Linked DNA regions of Gossypium arboreum: region 2 is linked to region 1. A link is a contact called in public Hi-C data. All regions are on one chromosome and are shown on one strand. The core of a region is the stretch at or near the end of the contact, and the rest is flanking DNA. Distances in the headings are between cores, read along the strand shown.

What was found. Hi-C and Micro-C count contacts between places; a contact is called where the count stands out from the background.
Region 2: a Hi-C map of leaf shows a contact between it and region 1, with 1.9 times the contacts expected there. The contact joins the promoter of LOC108466525 here to the promoter of LOC108467035 in region 1. A contact is called at or near these places in 2 of 5 Hi-C or Micro-C datasets (both in leaf).

Annotation. Positions count from the first base shown.
Region 1 is chr2:7,236,497-7,243,473 of ASM2569848v2, reverse strand. LOC108467035 (inositol-3-phosphate synthase) reads left to right here and starts at 3,715. Exons shown (of 10, transcript XM_017767491.2): 1 at 3,715-4,135; 2 at 4,219-4,287; 3 at 4,401-4,536; 4 at 4,622-4,869; 5 at 4,965-5,191; 6 at 5,285-5,400; 7 at 5,571-5,747; 8 at 5,860-6,048; 9 at 6,139-6,201; 10 at 6,634-6,977. The coding sequence starts at 3,948. The coding sequence ends at 6,753.
Region 2 is chr2:7,434,488-7,441,720 of ASM2569848v2, reverse strand. LOC108466525 (L-ascorbate oxidase) reads right to left here and starts at 5,053. Exons shown (of 3, transcript XM_017766890.2): 1 at 4,586-5,053; 2 at 4,090-4,491; 3 at 2,946-4,013. The coding sequence starts at 4,981. The coding sequence ends at 3,054.

The sequences.
Region 1 (6,977 bases), core at 2,466-4,965:
AACAGGAAAAGCCCAACTAGGAAGTTGTTTTATCAAGAATCATTTTCGATCTCGTCTTTCCTTAGCGGACCGCCCTAAGAGTGTTCCTAGGAAGTCGAAATGCCACAGGCCGATCCTTCCTCCCAACTGTAAAATTAAACGATTTCAGACCAATGGATCCTTTTTGATTTGAAAAGCGTTTAAAAATTTTAGTAAGGCCGATTGCCAAACTATCTAAGCAGAAAGACGAAAATGTATCCCGAAGGGATTTAAGCAATATTCAATTCTCACGTGAGGAATTGATTCGTACTAGCTCTTGGCTTGAGAAAAATTAGCCAAGCATGATATTGATTATCATGCTTAACATGTTTTGATAATGTAAAAACATAAAATAAAATAAAGTAAAGTAGAAATAAAACAAAGAAGAAAATTTTATTAAAAATGAAAACAAAGTAGCAATAAGAACAAAAGACAAGAGATACTTAGCCTTACCCAAAGGTGGGTATTTATAGGCTTCAAATTCCCAAATCAACAAGGAAAACTAATCAAAAAAAGATAAGATAATATCTATAAAATTATGAAAATGAAATCCAAAATCCCCCAAATCACGTCAATAGATCAAGATAAGTTGTTTCCAGAATATTCCCCGTGTTGACTTCTGATTTGCCACGTCAGATCCGCGTCATGCCCAGCGTCGTGCCCATGACTCAGTAGTGTGATGAATAAGCGCCGTGCCCACGACTCCAACCGTGATGTAATAAAAAGAAAAAAAACTGCAGACACGTCTTTTGTTGCCATTTCCAATATTGGGTTCACTACACAAGAAATAAATCAAATACAGCCAATTAAGTAGTGAAAAATTCATAAGACAAAGGAATTAACAAGCAAAAAGTGTCAAATATAAGAGTACATCAGGTTGTTGATCATATTGCAAAAATAGCTTCAAGTGAATTGGGAAACACATAACTGTTTTGGGAGCATCTAGATTCAATAAAGAATATACTGATAACTGAGTGCAATACTATTTCTCTATGTCGATAGTACTTTAAGAATGTAATCACTTTGTCTTGTTATTTTCTACTGAAACAAATTGAACTGACTAATATAACTGTGTTTTTCTTTTTACCATTCTAAATATACAAACTTATAAGATTTCTAGTTTTACTAAAATAATTAGTTAAAAATTACTTGATCAAATTTATTATAATTATAAATGAGATTTTAATTCTCTTAAATGACCTTTTAAAGGAATTTATATAATAATAATAATAATAATAATAAGTCAAATTTATATTGAATTTTTTAAATTTAAATTATTTTGCTTCCATTAACCAAACAGTGAAAAGTGAAAAATTATATTACTTTTTAAATAGTAAATTTTAATTATTTATAAAATAATATTTTATATATAAAATTTTATAAATAATACATTTTAATATAATATAATATATTAATTATATATTATCTGTAAAATGTTTTGGGAATATATTAACGGCTAAGAAAAAAATAAAAATTAAAAATTAAGAATTTAATTTACTATATTAATTTTATAATTTAAAAATTACATGAAGTAAAACAACACTATCAATTGAATATGTTAAAAATATTTTAATTATTGTTTCAATTTATTATTATACTATTTAGATTTTAAATAAATTAATATATAAAATTACATACAATACATATGAGATTAGAGACTAATATATATACTGAAAAATAAATGCTCTTTATTATTTATTATACTTCAAAATTGCCATTATAGTTTGTATTACATTTGAAATTTATCAAATGTATAACTAAAAATTTTAATTTTTCGAAACGCTTTTTAATGAATTGAATTTGATAATAGAAAAAGATATTTTAAAAAAATCATTACATATTATATTTATTTTAAGTGCTTTAGAGGATTTTTATTTCTAATAATGTTTATCAAAATTATAACTAACACATTTAAATTTATCAAAAATTTGTTAAGAAATTAATTTAATAAACTTTTTGACTCAATCGAAAAGATAAAATTTAAACTTTTTAAAAACATGTTAATTTATAAACAATTAAGCATAATTAAATAATAAGTTTTAAGAGATTATTATTTTAACAATGATTAAAAATAATAATATTTTGAAAAGTTAGCTTAAATATCTAACATAATTATTGTGAACAATAAAATATATTTTAATATGAAAAAAGTACATTATAAAAGTTTCATGAAAAACAATATATTATATTCTACCAAAGCACGAGATACACTTAGTGGCATTAAAAATTGTTAACTAAAATACAAAATATTTTAATATTTTTATAAATTAGCAATTTGAGAAAACTCTAATCTTGATCTCAGTCTGGTTTATTTTTAAGTGTCAAAATCTCAGTCAAATCCATTTATTTATTTACGACCCTGATTCTAGCTGACAAGTACGGGATCTCATCTTTTTAACCATGCCAGATTAATAGTTAAACTGTAAATTTTGGTTTTTTTATCCTAATAATAATAAAATAACTTAAATAATATGCTCTTAAGATTATTTATCAAAATGATATGTTTATTTCAATATTTTACCGGTGTTACCTAATAAATTGGCGACATCATACTGAAACATGATGACTTAAAATATTCAAAACCTGATATATAAGTTGACAGTGCGTCGGCACCAAACTTTAAATAAAGTAAATTGTTTCCTAAACTCTTTTTGTTTATTATTTCTTTTATTTCTCTTTAACACAAAAAATAGAGAGACTTTTATCAATTAGTCTATAAAGTTTTTTTACTAAAGAGTATTTTTGTAAAAAATCGATTTCAACTAGAAATAAATTTTATTTATTTTAAAAAATAATTTTTTGTTCAAATAATTTTTTAAAATAATTTTTGAAAAATTATTCCGACAAGAATAAAAGAATTTGAACAAAATTATTTTTGAAAAATAAATAAAATTTATTTCCAATAGGAATCAATTTTTTACAAAAAGAAAATTTGATAGAAATTTTTTGAGTAATTGGTAAGAAACTTCTATTTTTTGTATTAAAAGAAAATAAAAGAAAATAATAAATAGAGAAAGTTTATGAAGCAGTTTAACTTATTTAAAGTTTGATGCTCTCACACTATTAACGGACCTAACAATTCTTTTTAACAACCAATCAAAATGAGAAATTTACATATCAAATCCTTGCATATTTTAAGTCAATATATTTTAATCTTGTGTCACTAATTTACCCCAACACTGACAAAATACTGTAGTAAAAGTACTATTTTGATAAATAATTTTATGGATATATATTTAAATTATTAATTTTTTTTATATTATTGATGTAAGAAAAGCCGTATTTTTTATTATTATTACTTCCCACTCTGGCCTCACATGAAAACAAGCAAGGACGGACTCAGTTGATAGTTGAGATGCACAATACACCTCAACTAAAGCGCGTAAGAAACACCTATTCTTCACCGTCGGCCAAGTCTTCGGCTTATACCATTAAAATTCCGGTGTTTTATCCACGTGGAAATACAGCGCGTGGATATGGGTCCTACTAAACGATCCAGTCATTCAATCAATATACCCCTTCGAGTACCTTCTCAATGGCAACACAATAAAAATAAAATAAAATAAATTTTCCTTCACAAGGTTAAGCCACGTGTAAAGTGTATTACACGTGTCAAAAATGACACCCCTCTTCACACGTACGAACGGGCAAAAAAACCACAAAACAACATAGGCATGGCCTACCTTCTCTTGAATCGAAAAACCGAAGGGGATTCAATGACGAAATTTTAACGTAAGGCATCAACCATTGTGATGATGCCACGTGTATCCTCTCATTTTATGTTTCCTCTATAAATAAGCCTCCTAGTCCCAAGCTTTGAAGCACAAAATTCTGGGGCAAAAGAGAAATAAAAACAGTTTCATTTCCATTCTAAGTTTGTGTTTTTGATTTGCCTTTTGTGGGTTTTTTTTAAAAAAAATTCAGCAAAAATGTTTATTGAGAGTTTTAAGGTAGAGAGCCCCAATGTGAAGTACACGGAGAATGAAATTCAGTCTGTTTACAACTATGAAACTACAGAGCTTGTTCATGAGAACAAAAATGGAACCTATCAATGGGTTGTTAAACCCAAAACTGTCAAATATGAATTCAAGACTGATATCCATGTCCCTAAATTGGGGTTAGAATCCAAATCTGCCCATCATTTGTTTTTTTGCCATTTCGATTTTGATTATTTTGATTTTATTTATTTATATGTTTTAGGGTGATGCTTGTGGGATGGGGAGGAAACAATGGTTCAACCCTCACCGGAGGTGTTATAGCTAACAAAGAGTGAGTTTTGTACTTTCTAGATAAAAGATCTGATTAATTTTGATTTGTTTTCTTTTCTCCTTTTTTTTTTTTTTTTGGATTTTTGAGATATGGGTAATGATGGGTTTTCTCAGGGGTATCTCTTGGGCTACTAAGGACAAGGTACAACAGGCTAATTACTTTGGTTCATTGACTCAAGCATCAACGATCCGAGTTGGGTCTTACAATGGAGAAGAGATTTATGCTCCATTTAAGAGTCTTCTTCCTATGGTATACGAATTATAAACCCAGATTTAGTTTTTAATTTACTAGTTTGCTACTTAATGCTTAATGCTTGATAAATGAATGAATAAAGGTGAACCCAAATGATATTGTGTTTGGAGGATGGGACATTAGTGACATGAACCTAGCTGATGCAATGGCTAGGGCCAAGGTTTTCGACATTGATCTGCAAAAGCAACTGAGACCCTACATGGAATCCATGGTCCCACTCCCTGGAATCTACGATCCTGATTTCATTGCTGCTAACCAAGGTGAACGTGCCAATAATGTCATGAAGGGGACCAAGAAAGAACAAGTTCAGCAGGTCATCAAAGACATCAGGTATATAATCAACTCCAACCCTCCAAACTGTATTTGTTAAGCTTGTAGAACAGGAAAAGTAGCTGAATTTTTTAACATTTGATTGGGTAAATCAGGGAGTTCAAAGAGAAAAACAAGGTGGACAAGGTTGTTGTACTCTGGACTGCAAACACTGAGAGGTACAGCAATGTCATTGTGGGGCTAAATGACACCGTGGAAAGCCTTATGGCTTCTTTGGAGAAGAATGAATCAGAGATTTCTCCTTCCACTTTGTATGCTATTGCTTGTGTTCTTGAAAATGTTCCTTTCATCAATGGCAGCCCACAAAACACCTTTGTTCCAGGTTCTTAATTTAGCTCAGCTGTCTTCCTAATTTTATAAATTGTAATGACGAGTAAATGTAATAACCTCTACAAGTGACTCTTATTGTATTCAGGGTTGATTGATTTGGCTATTCAAAGGAACTGTCTGATTGGAGGAGATGACTTCAAGAGTGGCCAGACCAAGATGAAATCTGTCCTCGTGGATTTCCTTGTTGGGGCTGGTATCAAGGTATAAATCTTTTGACTTTATGGCACTATCACCGTAATTGTTATAATAAGCAATTAGTACCAATATAATTGAAGTAAAAAGTTTAAGTGTTTGGTAGCTTATGTGTCAATAAAATGTAAATAATATGACATTGATAGGTGGTTGTACTAATGGTGATGATAAATTGACAGCCAACATCGATAGTGAGTTACAACCATCTGGGAAATAATGATGGCATGAATCTGTCAGCACCCCAAACCTTCCGTTCCAAGGAGATCTCAAAGAGCAATGTTGTTGATGACATGGTTTCAAGCAATGGAATCCTCTATGAGCCTGGTGAACATCCTGATCATGTTGTGGTCATCAAGGTAAATATTTTTTTACCCATCTGTGTCTGTTTCGGCACTTGTGAGTGGTGACCTTAAAGCTTTTTTGCTTGATTGGTCTTAAAATGTGTACTTTGTCTTCCTTGTATTATAGTATGTGCCGTATGTGGGAGACAGCAAGAGAGCCATGGATGAGTACACATCAGAGATATTCATGGGAGGCAAGAACACCATTGTGTTGCACAACACGTGTGAGGATTCCCTGTTGGCTGCTCCCATTATCCTAGATTTGGTTCTCCTTGCTGAACTTAGCACCAGGATCCAGTTCAAGGCTGATGGAGAGGTATGACCCTTAGAACTTTGTGGACTCTTCTGGGTTGACCCTTAACACATATTTATGCAAAAACATTGATGTTGAATTTTGGTTTTGCAGGGCAAGTTCCACACTTTCCATCCTGTGGCTACAATCCTCAGTTACCTCACCAAAGCCCCTCTTGTGAGTCCAAAGCATCCCTTTGTCTTTTCCTGTAACTCTGGCCTACTAAAAATATAATAATAATTAATAATAAAACGGGGGTGGGGAGGGGTGACACCTTCACCAATAAAACATTGATATTATTGTCTTGAATTAAATGTTAACTCAACTGTTTATGGTTTAAGTGGGAAACAAGGAATCGCAAATTCACTTTATGGTGCCTCTTTGTGATATATTTCATGTGACCATCAATGATTTTATGTAAAGCTGCTTCTGTCTATTTCACGTGAAGCAACTGGTGAGGGGGGACACAATATTGAATTAAAGTTTGTGAACTTTTATGTCAAATTTCAGTTCAAGAATGTGAATAGAATCATGAGAATCACTTGAATCAGAAGTCAAGTGATTGTGAAGAAATTTACTGAGAACTGACATTGTTTTGGCAAAAAACAGGTTCCACCAGGCACACCGGTGGTGAACGCACTGTCCAAGCAGCGTGCAATGCTGGAGAACATACTAAGGGCCAGCATTGGCTTGGCTCCTGAAAACAACATGATTTTGGAATACAAGTGAAAAAGTTGAGAGAAAAGTGGAACAAAGCTTTGGTTCTTAGAACTTTAGGACCATTTTCCCTTTCTCTGTCGTTTTCATAAAAGCTGTGGTTACTGTTGTCACAGATTGTAACGGTTGTATGATGGTTTATGCTATGCTTCTTTTTTTCTCATTTATTTTCAAGTGGCGCTCATGTTTGTAGCTCACTCTTGAGCCAAGCACCTCTTTTGTGGAAATAGATATGA
Region 2 (7,233 bases), core at 3,804-6,303, 200 kb before region 1:
AATCATTGAGACTTTCAACTTCCAAATTTGCTTCGTTACCCGAAGAATGAAAATTGGAAGATCCTGCAAACATTAAATTTTGAACTAGAATTAGTAATAAAAATTCCAGTATTGAACTTCTCGCTGCAGCTTGGATTGACTCCACTGCCTATCAAAGGTTGTTTTTCCATCGTTTTCTAGGCCTTGATTTGCTGGCCAGAAGGAGCGCCTTCCTTAGCACCCACTGGTGTTACCATATTGATATCCACACCAGGCCCGCCAACCTCCTAGCCCAAATCTGCTAAATCCTTTCCAACCACAACAGCCCCTATAGCATACAATTTCATCCAATTGGGCTTAAGACCCGCATCAGTAAGAGGCCTCATATCATTCGGAGGCTTTTCAACAATCCTAATATTATCATCATTTCCCCCAGCATATTTATCAACTCTATCCACCGACAGATCCCCATTAATAGCTTCATTCAACACCGAATCACCTTCCTCATTCAACGTCGAGTATCGAGAACCTACACGCTGTTAGTTGCGCCGGTGTCTCCTCGTAAACTCCTTTGGCCACGCTGAGATCGTCTCTCGACCAGCATCTAGGAACCAAAATCCGACCCCATTTCTTTAACATTTTCACCAGCGACCGGTGCCGATTCAACATTCATCTCTTCCATAGGGCGCTCAGGGGCCCGATCTTCTACCACCATCGGGAAAAGGTCTTTGACGTGCCTATATTTTCCGCAACCAAAGACTCTACTCTTTGAACTTCGCCATTAACTAGCACTTTGGAAACTAAGGGCTTATCGAGGTTAAGGAAAACAGAAAGGTAAGCAAATCGGCCTCAAGTTCGGTTGTCCGTCTGAAGGTCAAGTTTAACCACCTTCCCTATGAGACCTCCAATCACCTCCACAATTTTTCGTCGAAACAAAAAACTCGGCAGACCTGGCAATGGAATCCACGCCAACACTACAATGGGATAAGGTTTGTGCTGGGTTAAATTCTTTGGTCCAAGGCTGAACGGTGAGGTATTGCCCAAAAATAATCCATGGACCCTGCGATAGAATACAATCATAATCAGTTTTGTTAGAAAAACGAACCAGGTAATATCCATTTTCAATGTCCATGAGAGTGAAATGAAAAATAGGTTTCCAGAGATTTATTAAACGATTGTGCAAAGTATTGTAGCCAATATTCCTCCCTAACAGTTTAATGACAACTGTTAGTTCCATTTCTTTGAAAAGCATCTCTTTAATCCGATCAGAGAAATTAATGGCCGGAATCCCGTTGATAATAGTAGTTTGCACATCTTCATCTAATAGATCGAATTCTCCATCGCTTCCCCTGTCACTTTCAATGGAAGTGTCGTTATGATTCACCACCGACACGGAGGGAGCGCCACCCAAAAGCTTATCCTTCTACGAAGGATTTGGAGGCAGATTGTGATCTACGGCCATATCATCGGAAAGATTATCGAAACCATCCTTGAATCTCACTTTCTTGGTGGTTCGATCCTCACTTGAATGAGAATCTCCGTCAACATCATTGCTAGACTGTAGAGAAGACAGAGAGCGTGCCTCAGACATCGTACTTTTATCTACAATTAAACAGTTGTATTAATACAAGGCTTTTGTTCCCTAGAAAATACACACCTTTTATTCAAAATTTCAACATGAATTAATTGACAAAATGGAATCTAAAACACATGGCAGAAAGTTTGCTCTTGACGTATAAATTAAATAAATCCGTCGGTAGGGTTTGTCTTGTAACATACTGTAAGTGTCAAATATTCTGAACCCTAAACACAATAAGCTATAGAAGAAACCAGCTTACCCTTGAATTTCAAATTATTATAATAAATTACATTACTGAAAATTTTATATATAATAAATATAATATTTTTTATTAAATTGATAAAGTTAAATTTTATAATATTATAAGTTTAAAATTTCATTCCATGTAATTTTTAAATGTTTAAATTGGAGTTTAAACTTTTATGAGTTGTTGACATAAGGGTTAAACATTTTCTAATGTGCTTTAGTATTACTATTGAAAATTACTTTTGGGAAGTTTTGTTTAAAATTTAAGTGTTTAGTATTGCTGTCAAAAAGTACTTTTGAGAAATAAAATGTCCATTTTAGACATTATATTATAAAGTAACAAATATACATTTAAATAATGTTCAAATTAGTTAATTTTATGATATTTTAGTAAAATATAAATAATAATTTATTATAACTTATTGTTAATATTTTAATATATAATATTAATTTTAAATATTTCTGAGTAATTAATATTAATTATTTATTAAATTTAAACAATCAGAAAATAACTAAACTGAAAGAGAAGAAAAATGAATAACTTGAAGAGAAGAAGAAGAAAAGAAACTCATCAGTGGAGGAATTAAAAGAACTTTGAAAGAAAAAATGGGTATTCTAATGTGTCTTTTGGAGAAGATAAATTGAGATTAAAAATGTAAATAGCAGCAAAAGCACTTTTGACTGAGAAAAAAAATTAAAATTTTCAACTTTTTCATATGTTAAAACGCACTTCTTTTAATTTAAAATTTTTATTCAATTGATACTTGTTTGGCAATACTTTTAAGTGAGAAGTACTTGTTTAAGGAAAAACTCATCTCAAAAGCACTGCTAAACGGGACCTAAATGAAGGTCAAATCATTCAAAATGATCAAATAACCGCCTTTTTCAAAGTCTTCAAATAAGAATTTTTCAAATGTTATATATCAAGCTTCAAAATAATATCATTTGTTCTATTTTAATCATGTAAGAATTCACCTAAAGTTAATGGGATAAAAGCTTTTATTTGAATATTTTGTAAATATTATTTTTATTACCATTTTAAAGATTTGACATTTATACAAACAACTCCTAAAATTATCCTAATTTGAGCTTTAATCGATTTTTTTATTAATTTATAAAAAATCGTAATAATATAACTCAATTTATAAAACAAATGATTTTTATTTTTTTAAATAAATACGAATATAATCTTTTATACAATCCAAAATACAGAAAAAAGAAAGAAAGAATTAAGATGTAAGGATATGTACTAGGGCCTGTAAAGACCTTGAGTTTCACCACAGCCCATAATAGAAGATGGTAACTTGCCAACCTTATCAATCCCTTCTGCAAATACCACGCCCATACCCATATAGAAATGGGATTCTATATGGCAATGGAATGCCCAAGCTCCTGGGTTATCAGCCCTAAACCTCAAAGCAGTCCATCCATAAGGATGTACCGGCACTGTGTTCTTCATAATCGGGTTCACCAAATTATACTTCATTGGATCATTGAACATATCGAACTTCCCTTCCCCATACCCCAATACCCAGAAATCATGTCCATGTAAATGCCAAGGATGCGTCTCACTGGTATTAAGAATCATGGAGTTGGCATTTTGAAGTATAATATCCACAGTTGAGTTGAAGTTCAACCTGTAAACCCCATTGCTCGAAGTAGCATTTTTGTTCTCTTGTACTATACGGATATCATAATTCTGGAAATCGTACCCATCGGGAGGTGGGTTTTGATTGAACACATGGGTTAGATTTTCCTTGAGTGCGATCAAGTAAGGTGTATGAGGAAGTGCGAAAGAGACATTGTTGACCGACCACCGAACATTCCCATTGATCGTGTTTTGTGTGTTGAGGAACACAATGACCCTGTCTGAACGTGAAGGTGGAGTGTGAATGTAACCTTGGCGAGCTTTAATGGCGTGACTCTGAGCTAATCGAGGGTCAGTGTTATTCCATAGAGGAGGAGGTGGAGGAGTTGTGGGAGGAGATCTCCTTGGATGATTTGGATAGTAAACGAAAACGCCGAGACCAGGAGGAGTTTTGGGTGCTGATCGACCAACAATATTGGATGTTATCCAATAATTCCTTGTGGGATCTTGGTCGGCTTTTACTAGGACCGAATATGTCTCTCCCGAGTAAAGGAACAAGTTTTGTACAACAAATGGCTCAACGTAATGCCCATCAGCTTCAACCACTGTCATATTATGACCCTGAAACAGAAACAAATTAGCTTCCAGATTTAAAAACAGGCAAAATTTGAACCCATTTTACAGTCTTAAGAAATACCTCAATTTGGAAGCTGAGGGCTGATAGAGCAGTTAAACTAGAGATTCTCAATCGATAAGTTTTTCCAGGGACTGCTATTAATCTGAAAGGCTCACAATCTGGATTTGTAGCATTGCAAATACCAGCGTCTAAACTTGGAGTAATTAAAGTAGAGCAGTTGAACTTTCCTCTTCCATGGATCAAAAGTGACTCAGGCTCTCCAACCCATTGGAAGGGAATAGCAGACAAGCCAGCAGCTTGTTCATAAGTGCTTTTATGGTACCAATCATTGAGTATAATATTCCGATCATAATCGTAGGTAAAAGGTTCGGATTTTCCATCAGGAAGTCCAACAATGATTGATCCATATAACCCAGCTTCTCTTTGCATCCCATAATGTGCATGATACAAGTATGTTCCAGCCTAAATCCAATACAAATTTTTTTGGAATTTCAGTTTATAAATCTCAAATTAGAAGAAAGAAAAAAAAGCCTTGAAACTTGAAACACAAACTTACTCTGTCGACAACAAACTGATACTTGAAAGTGGTTCCGGGTAAAATCGGACATTGAGTCACTCCTTCAGTTCCATCGAACCAGGGTGTTCCGATCTGTCGAATTCCATGCCAGTGAATTGCAACATTCTCTGTTAACAAACTGTTGGTGAGCTCAACGATGATAGTATCATTTTGCTGTGCGGTGATTGTAGGACCAGGTGTTCGGCCATTGATGGTTATTACCAGTTTCTTTAAACAATCAGGGGACTTGTATTCGTACTTCACTTCCCATTTATACCGACGAATCCGAGCTTCAACGGCCGAACCATTTAACAAAGCTATAATCCCTAATAACCATAGAAATAAGATTACTCTGCTTTTGCATTTTGGTATCAAAACCATATTGCTAAAGATCATGCTTTCAGCTTTCCACTCAGTCAACAAAAAAATTTTGAGTGGTTACACCCTTGGCGTGCAAAGTATATATAGTATGTCGAGGGATAGAGGGTAAAAGTATAATGGAATTTTGTATTAACAGTTAAATTGTATTGTATTTTTATAATTAAAATTAAATAAATTAGTCAATTATATAATTAATTATTTTATTAAAAATTCATCAATTACGTAGTACATATAATATGTTATAGATTATTCTATCAATCATACTAATTTTTAAAAATATAAAAAAATGAAATTGTTAAAAGAAAGAATTAACTTACACTTTAATGTATACTTATTATTTTAATAAAAGTTTCAATAATAATTTTACTAGCATCTATGCCTTTCATACGTGGTCAATTAGTTGGGAAGATCAACACGTCTTTTTCTTTCCCTTTTAGAATTTTCTTGCCTTTTCTAAGATTTTTAGAAATTAAATAATAAATTATTTATTTATTAGTCAAAACAACAATATCATTATAATAAATGCGTGAAAACTGAAATATATTTTTATATTTAGTAAATTAGAAAAGTATAATTATGGCAAATGAATTTTTGGCTTAATAGCATGTTTGAAATTTTGAAAACTAAGAGTTCATATTTAAGTTTCATCAAGCATAAATATATGATTTCTTTTCTATATTTATTTTAGTTAATTAATTTGAGTTGAATTTATTTAAATTTAATTAATTACTTATAAATTATTTTTAATAAATATAAGGTTCAGATATATTATAAGTTTCTGTATTCTTTTAGATTTAAAATTTAGTCTTTATACTTTTATTTTTAAGAATTTAGTCTTTCTACATTTTAGATTTTAAATTTTAGTTTCATTATTAAAATTTTTAAAATTTATTTTATTTAATTTAGATTCATTACAACATTAATTTTTAGTTACATAATTATTTGAAAATGTCACCAAAAAATTTAAAGTATTAATAATTAGACCTAAATTTTAAATTTTAAAAAATAAAAAATTTAAATTTTAAATTTTAATAAAATGAAGGCAAAATATATGCCTGTAGATAAAGAAATTAAGAAAGTCCACTTTTGGCGAATAAACCAGTCAGACAAGTTGAACAGAAGCATATGTATCCTCAAACGAAGAAGCCGAGTAATAACGTGGATTTTCTTCCAAGTTTGTTGACAAGTGCACATGTTAGCATGCCAAAAGAATAAATAGATTATGTTAAAAAGGTAATTTAAAAATTAATCATAAATTTCGTCAACACTAATTAAATAAAAGTATAATTATTACTATTTTATAATTATAATAGGATTTATTTAGACAATACAGATTAATTGAATGAAAGTGTAATTACAATCTTGTCATTATAAAAATTGTAATTCCCTTAATGTGTTTGGTTGATAGAGTAATTATAGTGTAATTTCATGTGCATGTTTAGTAGTACAAACTGTAATTACAGTTATATAATTTATATTTTAAAAATTTTAAAAACTATAAAATATTAGTATAATAATAATTTCTATAAAAAAATTTAAAATCAAATCATCATATGTATTATATTAGTAATAAATATAATAAAAATAAATATCATACATAATTTTATCTAATTAATCTAGTGCATATATATTGGGTTATATTCTCTTTTAATATTTAACATACTCTCCTTATCATCATCTGTTGGTCCTTAATCAAGTTCATCATCATTTGCATTTGAATCGCATCATTAAGATAATCTATATCTCATTCTTCCATATACTCTTCGAAATTTGGATGATATCAATTATGATTTTCTTAACGTTTAAATTATCTTCTAGCAGTGGAAAAGAGGGTCTTTACTTAAGTTTTTAATAAAAATCGGGGTTCATACATCATCAATTAATAGTAAAAATTTAATGTTCTAATTAAAATCACAATTAAATGTCATGCGATAATAAAAACATCCTAAGTCCTAAATCCCATGCCACAGTTCAAATAAAATATTATAAACCTCAAATAATAAAATAAATCAAAAGAATATGTCTTAATAAATTGAAAATAAGTTGGATTATGCCAAGACCCTCCGAATGCCTTGGCCACATCTTAACCTAGTGGGTTATCTGTAAGGATGAAATTAAAGGAGGAGTGAGCTTTGAGGCTCAGTGTGAATCCATTTACAACAAAACCAATGCGACACTCATTAGGACACATTTGTTAACATTGCATAGAATAATCAAGATAGCAATTCAGTTCATAATATCGGTTTTTCAAATGCAACCATCACTAA